Regions from separate parts of the Mus musculus genome. Here region 2 is linked to region 1. The links are chromatin contacts, called in public Hi-C maps. All regions are on one chromosome and are shown on one strand. The core of a region is the stretch at or near the end of the contact, and the rest is flanking DNA. Distances in the headings are between cores, read along the strand shown.

The links. A called contact is a pair of places that touch in the nucleus more often than the background predicts.
Region 2: a contact with region 1 is called in a Hi-C map of bone marrow-derived macrophages, with 16 read pairs. The contact joins the promoter of Krtap5-5 here to the promoter of Muc2 in region 1. A contact is called at or near these places in 5 of 39 promoter capture datasets (cranial neural crest, embryonic stem cells, hippocampal neurons and 2 more), 1 of 484 Hi-C or Micro-C datasets (bone marrow-derived macrophages), 1 of 115 datasets of contacts at active chromatin or transcription factors (embryonic stem cells) and 1 of 9 other capture datasets (liver).

What each region holds. Positions count from the first base shown.
Region 1 is chr7:141,687,491-141,693,806 of GRCm38.p6, forward strand. Muc2 (mucin 2) reads left to right here and starts at 2,850. Exons shown (of 48, transcript NM_023566.4): 1 at 2,850-2,954; 2 at 3,653-3,914; 3 at 5,137-5,251; 4 at 5,646-5,739; 5 at 5,832-5,941; 6 at 6,076-6,286. The coding sequence starts at 2,879.
Region 2 is chr7:142,226,600-142,232,915 of GRCm38.p6, forward strand. Krtap5-5 (keratin associated protein 5-5) reads right to left here and starts at 3,372. Exons shown (of 1, transcript NM_001037822.1): 1 at 2,196-3,372. The coding sequence starts at 3,312. The coding sequence ends at 2,587. It overlaps Gm40460 (keratin-associated protein 5-2-like), which reads right to left. Exons shown (of 2, transcript XM_030243138.1): 2 at 2,557-2,585.

The DNA of each region.
Region 1 (6,316 bases), core at 1,600-4,099:
CCTCTAGCTTCCGGATGAGTCAATGTATGGATAGGCAGAGCGGAACATTCACTTTAGGAGCCTGTGACGTCTCTGCTGCCTCCTCCCTGCAGTCAAGGCTGTAAATTTTGCGCAGTCCCTGGGAACAGTATCTTGTCCGGGTAAATACTGCAGGGCGTGGGGCCAGCAGAAGAAGGCCCAGGGTGTCTGGGACCCTGTCCACTGTTGGTTTCAGTTCTAGTCTAACTTAAGGACTGGGCAGGACGTCTGTCCAGCAGGATCCACCTGTGACTGGGTGGGGCAGTTGTTCTTACCTCGGCCACCACATCCTTGTTGAAGACTGTGGCACGGTCCAGGAGCTTCCTCAAAGGATTGAGGTCTCCTTTGCTTCATCATAGTCCTGGGGGGAAGCTGCAAGGAGATGGCATAGAGGTCCCTGGAGTAAGGGTGAAAAACTGAGCTTTGAGGCCAGCTACCCATCAGACCCCAGCATAGAGGAGGGTTGATCAGTGGATAAAGCCATTCTGTGTGTTTGCCACATCCATCGGTGTCTGAGAATCAGTCTACATGTGTTGGCCTCTGTGTGGCCCCCCCGGGCTTTCCAGCTCCTGTTTATCTTGTTGCAGAGCCTTGCCCCTAACCCCAGGCTGTCTTGGTCCTCAACCAAAGTTGGTAGCTGAGAAGCAGGTCATGAACTCGCTCTGGCTTTTGTCCTTACATTGACCACTAGTGTTGTGGCTTGGCCACTGTGTCCAGCCATGTGCTGTGCTGTATGACATCAAAGCTCATCTAAGCCACTCGAGATCCTGCAAAGGGCCACGAGGTCTGTTCGTATCAGGTCATTCAGCTTGGGTCACCACCGCTTCATTCAGTAGGAACACAGTGTTGACCTTCTCTGCCCCGGGGAGCTTCCAGCTTCTCCATCTAGGGAGGATCTACTCCCTCCATCCGGGAGGACTCACTTCTTCCATGCAGAGAGGACTCAGCCTCTCAGAGCTCAGCTCAGAGGTCTTTCCTGGGCGTCCTGAGTCTGACCAAAATTCCTCTGACTCCCACTGTAGCAGAGAAAGCATGGCATGGAAAACCACAGGTTCTTGGGGCCAGGTCCATCCTTGGGTTTCTGCAAGGCATGGTGCCAGCCTGAGGGGCCCACATAGGGAATCCAAACAATGGCTTCCTTGGCCCAGCTGGTTCTAGTTCCCTAATCCCTATTTTTTTGGGCTCAGGCCACACTCAGGTTTTCCCACGTGCCTGAGCCATGGTAGGGAGGACAGCTCAAGGCTGGGGCTGGGGCACAGTGAGGTGGGAGGACTGGCTTCTGCCCATGCCCAGGCTCTTGATCATTTTTATCTCTGATGTCTTTGTAGTGCGTGGAACCTGTTCTGGCTCCAGCTAGGATGGGACTGAGGCCCCAGAGGACTAGATGGGTGGCGTCATAGGACAGTACCATCACTAGCACTACTGTCTCTCTAGCCCAGGATGTGGCTGTTGTTCAGAACTGGGGGAAGAGTTTAGGAAAGGAGATGCCACACACCCCCACCCCCCATTCAGGGAGCCTGTGACCATCGATGCATCTCTCCTCACTCACCTCTGGAAGTTGGGGACAAAATTGGAGCCTGAGGTACTTTGTGACCAAATTCACTGTGTGTACTCTAACCAAAGTCAGGACCATTCCTTGTTTTCAGGAAGAGGAAGTATGGAGGGCAGGGCTGCTCCCCAGGTCTCAGTTTACCCTCCAGCTACAGCATGGGTGGACCTTGGGCACTGGTGTCTCTTGTAGGATCATGTTTATGGTTTTTACCAACTCTGATGCAGCCCCCTGATTCTTGGAGGCATTTCCAGATGTTGGAGAGGCAGCAGCAGCTTCGGGGCAAGCCCAGGGACTGAAGGTCACCAGGGTTACTCAAAGAATCATGTCCTTCGTGTAACAGCTGTGGCTAGGAACACAGAACAGGCTGCCTGAGCCCACGTGCCTTTGTGAGAATTGTTAGACTCAGGACACTTTGCAGGGACAGGACCTGCTGGGGTTGGGGCTAACCCCTCTGCTCAGACCCCATGCTCACACAGTGGCCTCTCCAGACTCAAGCTACTTCCTCTTGTACCCAAGGGACACGAGTCCAATGAGAGTTGTTGCCTAGGCTGAGGGCTGCCCAAGTTTTAATTACATGTAATTCCAGAGACTGGCAGAGCCTGGGAAAATAAGGGGATTAGAGAGTGGACTTAGCTGGGCTCAGTAGAGTATAGCAGGCTCCACGGAGACAGGTGGCCCCCCGCGTCCCCACTGCTCCTTGCCTTCTGCATCATGACATGGGGTCAGACACCCGTCCCTCTGGAGTCTTGGTTTCCTGCCACTCTTTGTCTTCCCTGGATGACGTGAAGTGAGGTGCAGCAGGAAGCACGGTTGTCTCAGCCCACACAGCTCGTGGAGAAACAGAATGGAGTCGGGGGACACTTGAAAGCTCCTTATTCTATCTAGGCTGGGCTGGAGGTTGTGGGGCTGGGCCTGAGAGCATTGAGAAGGGTATGGCAGACCTTGTGGGATGTAATTCCAGCAGGCACCTCCTGCCTTTCCCAACCTGAGTCTGGCCTGGCTTGTAGCTTAAAGGAATGGAGTTAGTTCACCTGGGGTGTGTGCTGGCATTGGGATAATTGGGGCTATGACATCCTGAGGAAGGCCAAGTTTACCCAGGGAGTCATATAAAGATAAACTCAGATAACCTGAATCAATATTTCCTCTCTGGGACCCATGGAGCCCCCACAGCTGTTTTCCTGATAACTTGGCAAATGCCCCACCCACCCTTCGCACCTCCCTCGTCCTCCGCCCTCGGATGCCTGCTAAGCATATAAGTCCTGGACCCCTGCCCTGGGATGCTCTTCTGTGCCACCCTCGTGAGCCACCATGGGGCTGCCACTAGCTCGCCTGGTGGCTGCGTGCCTAGTCCTGGCCTTAGCCAAGGGCTCGGAACTCCAGAAAGGTAAGGGGCTGGGTGATCTGGGTAAGGGAACAGGCAGAATCCCCTGAGGGTGGGAAGGCAGTTAGGAAGGGGCTTCTGGAACAGGAGGGCGTCCCCAGACAGAACCACTGCAGTGGGACTGGTCTTAAGGCTCTTACCACCACTCTGCGGTTGAAAGCTGAGGATGAGAAGCTGGGACCCCTGAGGGACCATTGTCCCTGGGAGGGGGGAAGGCATTGGATGTCTGGAAGAAGCCAAGCTTAGGATGGCTCCAGGTATAGAGGACCTTCGGCAAGCCAGTGCCTCTGGAGAACGGACTGGGTGTCCATATGGGACACTTCTGTCCCATCAAGATAAAGTTGTAGATGGGGGATGTCCCAGGGGGAACTCTTGAAGACTGAAGGACCCATCCCAGCCTCTTGCTGGTGGAAGGGGCTAAATGGAGATTCCCTTGAGAGGTTTGAGGTAGACAGGGTGACCATATTGCCTGAAGGCCTTTCTTGCTTTTCTACCTGCTTGGACTCCACATTATCACCTTGACTGAGAGGGGTGACCAATATTTAACAGAGACTGCTTCTACAGGGGGAACCAGAAACTCTGGTTTGGAGCCCCAGATGGGTCTCTCATAGGGAGACCTCTGGGATTAACTTGGAGGGTGGACTCAGGGAAACCCTTCTTGTACCCGGGTGTCTCACCTTGTGTCCCCACTGTTCTCCCAGAAGCCAGATCCCGAAACCACGTCTGCAGCACCTGGGGTGACTTCCACTACAAAACTTTTGACGGCGATGTCTACCGATTCCCTGGCCTCTGTGATTACAACTTTGCGTCTGACTGCCGAGACTCCTACAAGGAATTTGCTGTGCACCTGAAGCGGGGCTTGGGCGAGGCTGGGGGTCACTCCCAGATAGAGTCTATCCTGATCACCATTAAGGATGACACCATCTACCTCACCCACAAGCTGGCAGTGGTGAACGGGGCCATGTGAGTGCGATTACTACTCTTCTCTCCTGTCCTAGCAGCTAGGGGGATGCTTTTGGCTCCTTAGAGCAAGTTGTATAATTTAGCTAGCCTCCGGGATACCATCTCTTCTGCTCTGGTACATGCCTAAGTTTGAGGTTTGAGCTATCCATAGATTCATTCAACAAACACTGGGTGGTTCCCTCTGTAGACCAGGGTCTTCTTATCTGGTGAGTCCCCTGTAGATTTTCCTTGGGGGGCATGTGGGATAGGCTGGTGGCTGCCAGAGCGCGTCCCCAAGGCTAAAGTTGCAGAAGCTCAGAAGGGAGAGGCTGCTTGCCCTGCCCTATTGTTCCCTGGCTTTGTCTCTGCAACAATGAGGTCCTCTTAAATGCATTCCCGTCCTGCAGGTTCACCTCCTGGGGATTTTCTCTTTTCCTGCTTCAGGGCTTTCTGGGTCCTGCAGGGGCTCTCCCAGTGTTGCCTTACCTTGCTTGGTCTGCCTGCGTTGTGCTGCCTTGTGTGGGTTGGGTATGGCAGAGGTCCCTAAGAAGAGAGGCTCAGGGGCTGTTGTGTGGCAGTTCCAGGAAAGCACAAGAGTGGGGTGGGGTCTTGGCAAAAGGACAGTCCCAGGGTGATGGGCTGGGCAGAGGTTGAGGGTCCCACATCTCATATGAGGAAATACCTCTTTTTTTTTGGAAAGATTTATTTCATATATGTGAGTATATTGAGAAGAGGCATCATCAGGTCCCATTACAGATGGTTGTGAGCCACCATGTGGTTGCTGGGAATTGAACTCAGGACCTTTTAGAAGAGCAGTCAGTGCTCTTAACGGCTAAGCCATCTCAGCCCTGAGGAATACCTCTGAAAAGAGGGCCTAGAAAGGATTGGGGGCTGAGTCCCCAAGGTATCTCAGACCTACTGCCATTAAGACTCTTGGGAAGGAGCCTGTCCTGGGCTCAGAGAGGGCACAGGAAGGGAAATAGGCTGAAGAGCCTGGCTCTGCCCCATGGAAACCCACTTAGCCCAGGACAAGGGCTTTCTAGTCTCTTCTTTGAGCTTGGCCAAGTAAGGTTGTGGCTTCAGATGAGAACAGACTGGCCATGTAAGGAGCCAGTCTGGGAGTGACTTCACCCAGATAATGCCCATGGCTTCAGCACCCTGTGGACAGCAGAACCCTCATGAGAACAAGTGGGTGGGTTCTGGGATGGTGAATTGGTGAGTGACCCCATAGTGGCTTCCACAGGGTCAGCACCCCACACTACAGCTCCGGGCTGCTCATTGAGAAGAACGATGCCTACACCAAGGTCTACTCTCGGGCCGGCCTCTCCCTCATGTGGAACCGGGAAGATGCACTCATGGTGGGCACCAGCATCCTGGGGCTCTGGGGTGGTGGGACTCCTCTGGCCAGAGGCTTGGCGGCTCCATAGAAGGGTAGAGGGTGGGAGACCCACACTTCACCATTGGAGTAGGATCCTGTGTGGGAGAGAAGGCTGCTGGAGACAGTGATTGGTACCAGAGACTCCACTGGCCTGGCTGGAGAGAGGCTCTCTGTGTTATAGTTGCAGTGAGCTGTCCCTAACTGTCCTTCAGAGACTGCATTTTGGTTTTTCACCCTGAAGGTCACCTTTCTAGTGGTTGACCCCCGCCTTCTTCCCGACCTGCCCTGTTTGAAAAGCTGCCTAGACTTAGGGGCTCTGGAAGATGTTCAGGGCTCCGAGGTCTGCTCACTTGCCCTCCCTTCTCCTCCAACAGGTGGAGCTGGACAGCCGGTTCCAGAACCATACCTGTGGTCTCTGCGGGGACTTCAATGGCATGCAGACCAATTATGAATTCCTCTCTGAGGAAGGTAAGTGCTAAGCTGGTCTTGTTGAGAGGGAGATGGGTGTGGCTGCAGGTTCCTGGTTCCCAAGGATCGCTGCTGACCAGCTGTCCCCCTAGGCATACAGTTCAGTGCCATTGAGTTTGGGAACATGCAGAAGATCAACAAGCCTGAGGTTCAATGTGAGGACCCTGAGGCAGTACAAGAACCGGAGTCCTGCTCTGAACACGTGAGCCACCACTGGGGGAGCCCCAGGCTCTCAGGAAACCTGTACTTGCTGACCTTTGTTGGGGATCCCTATGCTTTAAGTGGAGGGAAGGGAGGTGTGGACACATGTCCGCATTCACGTCTTTCTGTCTTAAGCGAGCCGAATGTGAGAGGCTGCTGACCTCCGCAGCCTTCGAGGACTGCCAGACCCGCGTGCCCGTGGAGTCGTACGTGCGCGCCTGCATGCACGACCGCTGCCAGTGTCCGAAGGGTGGCGCCTGCGAGTGCAGCACCCTGGCTGAGTTCTCGCGCCAGTGCTCTCACGCAGGAGGCCGACCTGAGAACTGGAGGACCGCCTCACTCTGCCGTAAGTAGCTAGTGGCCCGTGGGGTGCTTG
Region 2 (6,316 bases), core at 2,122-4,621, 540 kb after region 1:
TCTATGCCTATAGTTCTGGGGCTCCAAAGATGGAGACAGAGGATTTCTTGAGTTCAAAGCCAATCTGCAATTCTGTCTTATAAAAACAAGAAACCAGGAGCTGGAGAGATGGATTAGTTAGTGGTTTAGAGCACTTGATACTCTTGCAGAGGACCTGTTTTCAATTTCCTGCATTACAAGGCTGCTTATAACCACGTGCAACTCCAGTTCCAGGGGATCCAGCACTCTCTTCTGACTTCTGCAGGTACACAGACATACATGCAGGCAAAACAGCCATAGGTAGGCATTAAATAAAATTACATTTAAATCAACCCCCAGTAGACTCAAAACAAAGAACGACAAGACCAAAAGAGAAATGAGCTTACCTAGAATATTTGGGTCAACCTTAAATCCCATCATAGCCTTACAAAATAGAAAGATAGAGACCCACAAAGGCAGAGGAAATATGACCAGGGAGGGAGGAAAACAGCTTAGAAGGCTGCAACCTCCAGTCTATGTGTGGTGGTCTGAATGAGAATGGCCTCCATATGGGCTGGTGAGATGGCTCAGTGGGTAAGAGCACCCGACTGCTCTTCCAAAGGTCCAGAGTTCAAATCCCAGCAACCACATGGTGGCTCACAACCATCTGTAACGAGATCTGACACCCTCTTCTGGTGTGTCTGAAGACAGCTACAGTGTACTTACATGTAATAAATAAATAAATTTTAAATTAAAAAAAAAAAAAAAAAAGAATGGCCTCCATAGGCTCATGTATTTGAATACTTGATCCACAGTTGGTCTGGGAAGGATTAGGATGTGTGGCCTTGTTGGAGGAGGTGTGCCACTGGAGGTGGGCTTTGAAGTTTCAAAAGCCCTCAACATTCCCAGTTAGGGCTTTTTCTTCCTGGCCATTGTCTCTGGTAGGCTCTCAGTTTCTGCCTGCGGTCTTACTCCCTGCCTTGACAGTCATAGACTCTAACCTGATGTAAGCTCCCAATGAACCTTTTCTTCAGTATGTTGCCTTGATCATGATGTCTTACCACAGCAATAGAATAGGAACTAAGACCCTAAGAATGTCAACATCCACCAGATGAAACACCCGTTCTCCCTCAGTCCAGAGATGGGGGCTCTCAGCTTTTGGCTGAGACCTTGGATTTAGACTCTGGCTTCCCACTTTCTGAGAAAATACATTTCCCCTATTTGAACCCATTCAGTTTCTATAATTTCTTATAGCCGTCCAGGGACCTTAGTTCTTGTAGTAAGAAATATACAAGTCTGGTGCTTGGAGGAGCTGAGTTGGTAGAGCATGTGCTTAGTGCGTGTGAGGCCCTGAACTCGAGGAAGAGAAACTAAAAGAGGGTGAGAAATTATGAGTATGAAACATTAGCTTTCTCATCTGGATGACATGTCTTCTATAAAACTCTCTGATTCTAAGCCCCCCAGTGTCTATCAGATACCCCCAGAGCAATGGGATGTGTCCTGTGCTACTGATCTGTGACTCACTCCTGGGTCACATGAGCTTCTACAGATGAGAAGTAGCCTATGCAACTGAAGAAAGAAATTGTTTTTTAGTTTCTTTGATCTTAACTCATGGTCGCAATAAGAGACCACAGGACATAGACATATGTCTTAGCATGCCTTACCCCACCCCCCCCCACCCCCGAGTAAGCCTAAGTGGATTCTTGGCAAACAAGGCAGGTTTGGATACTCTAAGGAAGGCTTCAGATCACACAGCTAAGTGCAGAAGCTCTGGCTACACCCATGAAAGAAGTATCAGCACCCCTTAGTGCAGTCCAGTTCTTGGTCACATGGCTGCCTTTCAATTGTTTCTGACTCAGTGACTAAAGACAAAACAAATAAAACCATGCACTATGTCATATCTGTTTCCAGATTCTTCAAAGATGCCCAACTCTGAAGGAGCTGCTGGGGACCTAGCCTTCCTGGCTCAGTCTGCTTCATATTGGATGTGATGGGGTTGGCTCTGGTGGGAGTTGGGGTGTGGGGGAAGATGGCAGAAGAGTGCACCATGGAATAACACAAGGAACCTCAGAGGACAAATTGGGTAAGGAGAAAATGGGAGAATTTACTAATCAGTTATGAGAACAAAGAACCACATAAGAAATATAGTGGGCAGAGAACGTTTATTGAAGGATGTTTGTATCAAAGGCACAGTGTGCTCACCCAGACAGAATAAGAAAGAATGGAAACCCAGGGGAGGTCACATAGAGATGGGCCTGGTAGGACCAATGCTTGATGAAAAGGAGTTCATAGCTCCCTGGGGCCCCAAGTTGTGGTGAACTCCATAGCCTGACACCTACCTGTGGTCTTGATGTAGCCTCCAGGTGAGGCCAGGTGCCAAGGAGGTCAGAGTCTTGCAGACTGGAGAGAAGGAAGTGGAGGAAGATCTGATCCACTGAGTGTGGAATGAAGAAAGAGCTTCCAGCAAGAGGAGTTTTTCTCCACCCCAGGACTCACCCCCTCAGTCTGGAGAAGCAGCTTCAAGACCAAAGAATAAAGACCCAGGAGAGAACCTCAGAGCTGCTGCTCTTATCCCTGTCTGGAGAGAGCTGGTCCACGGAATTAGTGGAGGAGTGTGACCTGTAAACCTCAGATCTTGCACTGGCAGCACACAGGAGCACAGCAGCTGGACTGGCAGCAGCAGGGCTTACAGCAGCTGGACTGGCAGCAGCAGGGCTTACAGCAGCTGGACTGGCAGCAGCAGGGCTTACAGCAGCTGGACTGGCAGCAGCAGGGCTTACAGCAGCTGGACTGGCAGCAGCAGGGCTTACAGCAGCTGGACTGGCAGCAGCAGGGCTTACAGCAGCTGGACTGGCAGCAGCATGGCTTACAGCAGCTGGACTGACAGCAAGAAGACCCACAGCCTGAAGAGCAACAGGGTTTGCAGCAGCTGGACTGACAACAACAGGGCTTGCAGCAGCTGGACTGGCAACAAGAAGACCCACAACCTGAAGAACAGCAGGGTTTGCAACAGCTGGACTGACAGCAGCAGGGCTTGCAGCAGCTGGACTGACAACAGCTGGGTTTACAACCCCCACAGGAGCCACAGCCCCCACAGGAGCCACAGCCTCCCTTGCATCCCCCACAGGAGCCACAGCTTCCCTTGCAGCCCCCACAGGAGCCACAGCCACCCTTGCAGCCCCCACAGCTGGAGCAGGAACAGGCTGGCACACAGCAGCACACAGGCTTGCAGCAGCACACAGGCTTGCAACAGCAGCTGGAGCCACAGCCCCCACAGCTGGAGCCACAGCCTCCTGAACAGCCACAGCCCCCACAGCTGGAGCCACAGCCTCCTGAGCAGCCACAGCAGGTCATGGTTCTGGTGTTTGGTTGAGGATGGAGTAGGTCAGAGGAGCAGGTGGAGAGGAAGTGTGCAGATGTGGAGCCTCCTGAGCCTGCTGGGCCTTTATATCCCTGCCCAGGTCAGGTGTGAAGTTACACGTGGTTTCCTCCATGTTGTTGTCTTCCCTATTTACTTGTTTGGCAATTTTCCCTTTGGTCTGTTGACACTCCATGCTTGGAATGTGTTTTTTTCTGACGTAATTTCCTATGGAATTTGTATTGAAGGAAAGCTCTTTTTTGCCTGGCTCATGTTGGAGAGCATGGCCTGGTTGGGACTCCGGCTCTTACACTCTTTTGTCTTTGAGCAGGTTTTATTGTCCCTTTGAGCAGTGGGCTCTTCTACAGAATAGAGCTACCAGAGTGTCCTATACGGTTATGAAGGCTTTGTGAGATAATTTCTGCCTTTTGCCTTCTTAAGCCTCTCACTCCCCAATCTCTCTGAAGAGGGATCCAGCCTTAGCTGGTCCTGTGTGTCTGGGACATGTTCAGACTATGGCTTCCCCTGCCAAGCTTCTGGCTGCTCTCAGATGCCCTTATCCAGAGCCATGTCATCATCTGCTGCTTCCCTTGGACACAGCAATGGTGGCAGGGGTTTCCATTGCAGGGAGATAGGATCTCTGTTTTCCTCTTCATGTTCCCAGGACAGTCTCTGTAGCTTATGACATTCCTAGCAGGAATAAAGATATTCTGAGAGAAATGTGTGCCTGTCTCTTCAATTATCAGACTATTAAGGTCTTCAAAGACCTTAAATTTTCCAGGGAGAAGAAAAGGGCTGAAGCCTGGTGCCAGTGAGAGAGGGAGCTTGTCTCCTAGAGACTTCCCTGAGTTCTGAGAACTTGTCAGACCACCTGGCAGGAGAGACTGGAACTGAGAGTGATGGGTCAGTGATGGGCAGGACCACATCCTGACCAGGACTCTTAGCTCTGTGCTCCTCCTGCCCTCTGTTTAAGCCTGAGCCTCATGTCTGAACCCTGAAGAGGAATTTGGGAGTCACTACACCTCTTTGTCCCTCTTCCCAGTGTGGCTGCACTGAATGAATAATTTTCTTTTCTCTGCCTTTCACTGTGACTTGTCTGTTAATTGGCTCATTGTGAGAGGGGCTGGGCATAGGTACTTATGGATACTGGGACCCAGGCTTGTACCCTAACAACTCTGACAACAATTCTGATGAGGTGGTGGTGTCAGAAACAAGCAAAAGAAACATATTCTAAGAACTACCATTTCATTTTCAGACGTCATTAATCAGAAAAAGAAATTAAATTCAAGATCCCAGGCCCTAGAGGAGCTGGGGACTTCCTTGTAGCAGAACAGCTTCTGCTGTAATCAGTTGTGCAAGCCCAGTCTCAGGGACAACTTATGAAGGAGACAGTTGTCTGATTCCAGATATCTCAAGGATAACTTCTCCATCTTGCTGGCAGGGTCAAACAAGTTCATGTTCCCAGGCCTAGGAATGGATACCTATCCCACTCCTCCAAATATATTCTTAATTGTCTGCTAACCAGTAAGAAATATAGAAATTGCTGCTATCTAAACCAAAGTGCATACGTTATAAAAATATATAACCAATTGCCTGTTATATCCTAATTAACCACATGCAGCTGACCCTTTCCTTTCACTTTTCCTTATCACTTTGAACTCTGGACCAAATGTCTAGGTTGTAGAACTAAGGACCTAGTCCTGGGGCTACTTGTATTTTGATGTTAATTCCAGTCTCCTGGGAGGGGTTTCAAACAAGGAATGAGTCAGTAATCAGATGACTTCCTGTGAACCTTCACCCCACCTTAATTTGTTAAATAAAGGCTAGAGCCTGTGTTTGGGCAAGAGTAGGGAAGGTGGAGCTGAAAGTTTGGGAGAGAAGGGGGGTGAGGGGGAGAGAGAGGAAGACAGGAGAGGAGGTGGAAGGAAAATGGAGCAGAAGCACGTGGCCTGGAGAAACTTCAAGTTATAAGGGATCTCATAGCTGGGAAATATAGTAGTGTAGTGATAGATCTGCCCAGTCTAGGCGTGCAGCTTATATTCATATCAAGTGAGTTGTGTTGTCTTTTCCCAGACTTATTTGGGTTGGAGATTTACTGCAACAGACCTTGAAGCTAGGTACCCTAGATCGGCCCAGTCTTCAACGGGTACTCCCTTGCTTAACCCATAATATCAAAATACAATTGCATAACACTGCATCTCTCCCCAGCTCCCCACTTGCTTTGTGTTCCCATCCTTTAAAAATGAACAATCTCAGCTGAGCAGTGGTGGCACATGCCTTTAGTCCCAGCACTTGGGAGGCAGAGGCCGGCAGATTTCTGAGTTCAGGGCTGGACTGGTCTGCAGAGTGAGTTCCAGGACAATCAGTGCTGCACAAAGAAACCCTGTCTCGGGAAAAAAAAAACAAAAAAGATTAATCATCCCTTAGGGTTGTGGTTCAGACCCTAAACTAGCTGCCTCCCTGAGTGTTCAGAAATCAAGGTTTTCTTTTTATGTTTCCTTATCTGGTCAGTTTTCTTGGCTTCCACCCCCTGAATCCAACAATAATTCGGAGTATTTATTTTTCCTTAGAAAGTTGGCCTAGGATGGAGAGGAAACACTGGGTGGTTCCATAGAGCCCTGGGGTCACTTTATTCGGGGACAATTTCCTTATTCTTCCCTCTTCAGCCAGCATCAACTGATTTCTAGCTCAACCTGGTGAAGCAGAGAAAGGAATGTTCTGGTTTTGTTTTGGACCCTTGACAAAGTCAATTCTTGGCAAGTTTCTCCTTGATCTGTGCCTTTCAGTTTGGGTCCTTTGAGTAGCCTCATGGCTTCTCTGTCTCTTTACCTCTCTTTCTGTCTCTCTCTGTCTCTCTGTCTGTCTCTCTGTCTCTGTCTCTCTCTCTCTCTCTTCATGAGTGTAGGCCTCCAAGCTTTGTTGAACACCTAGGAGGGCAGTTTCACTAGCTTTTAGTTTTAACCTTTGTATATCATTTAGGCTGTACTGGCTAGTTTTGTG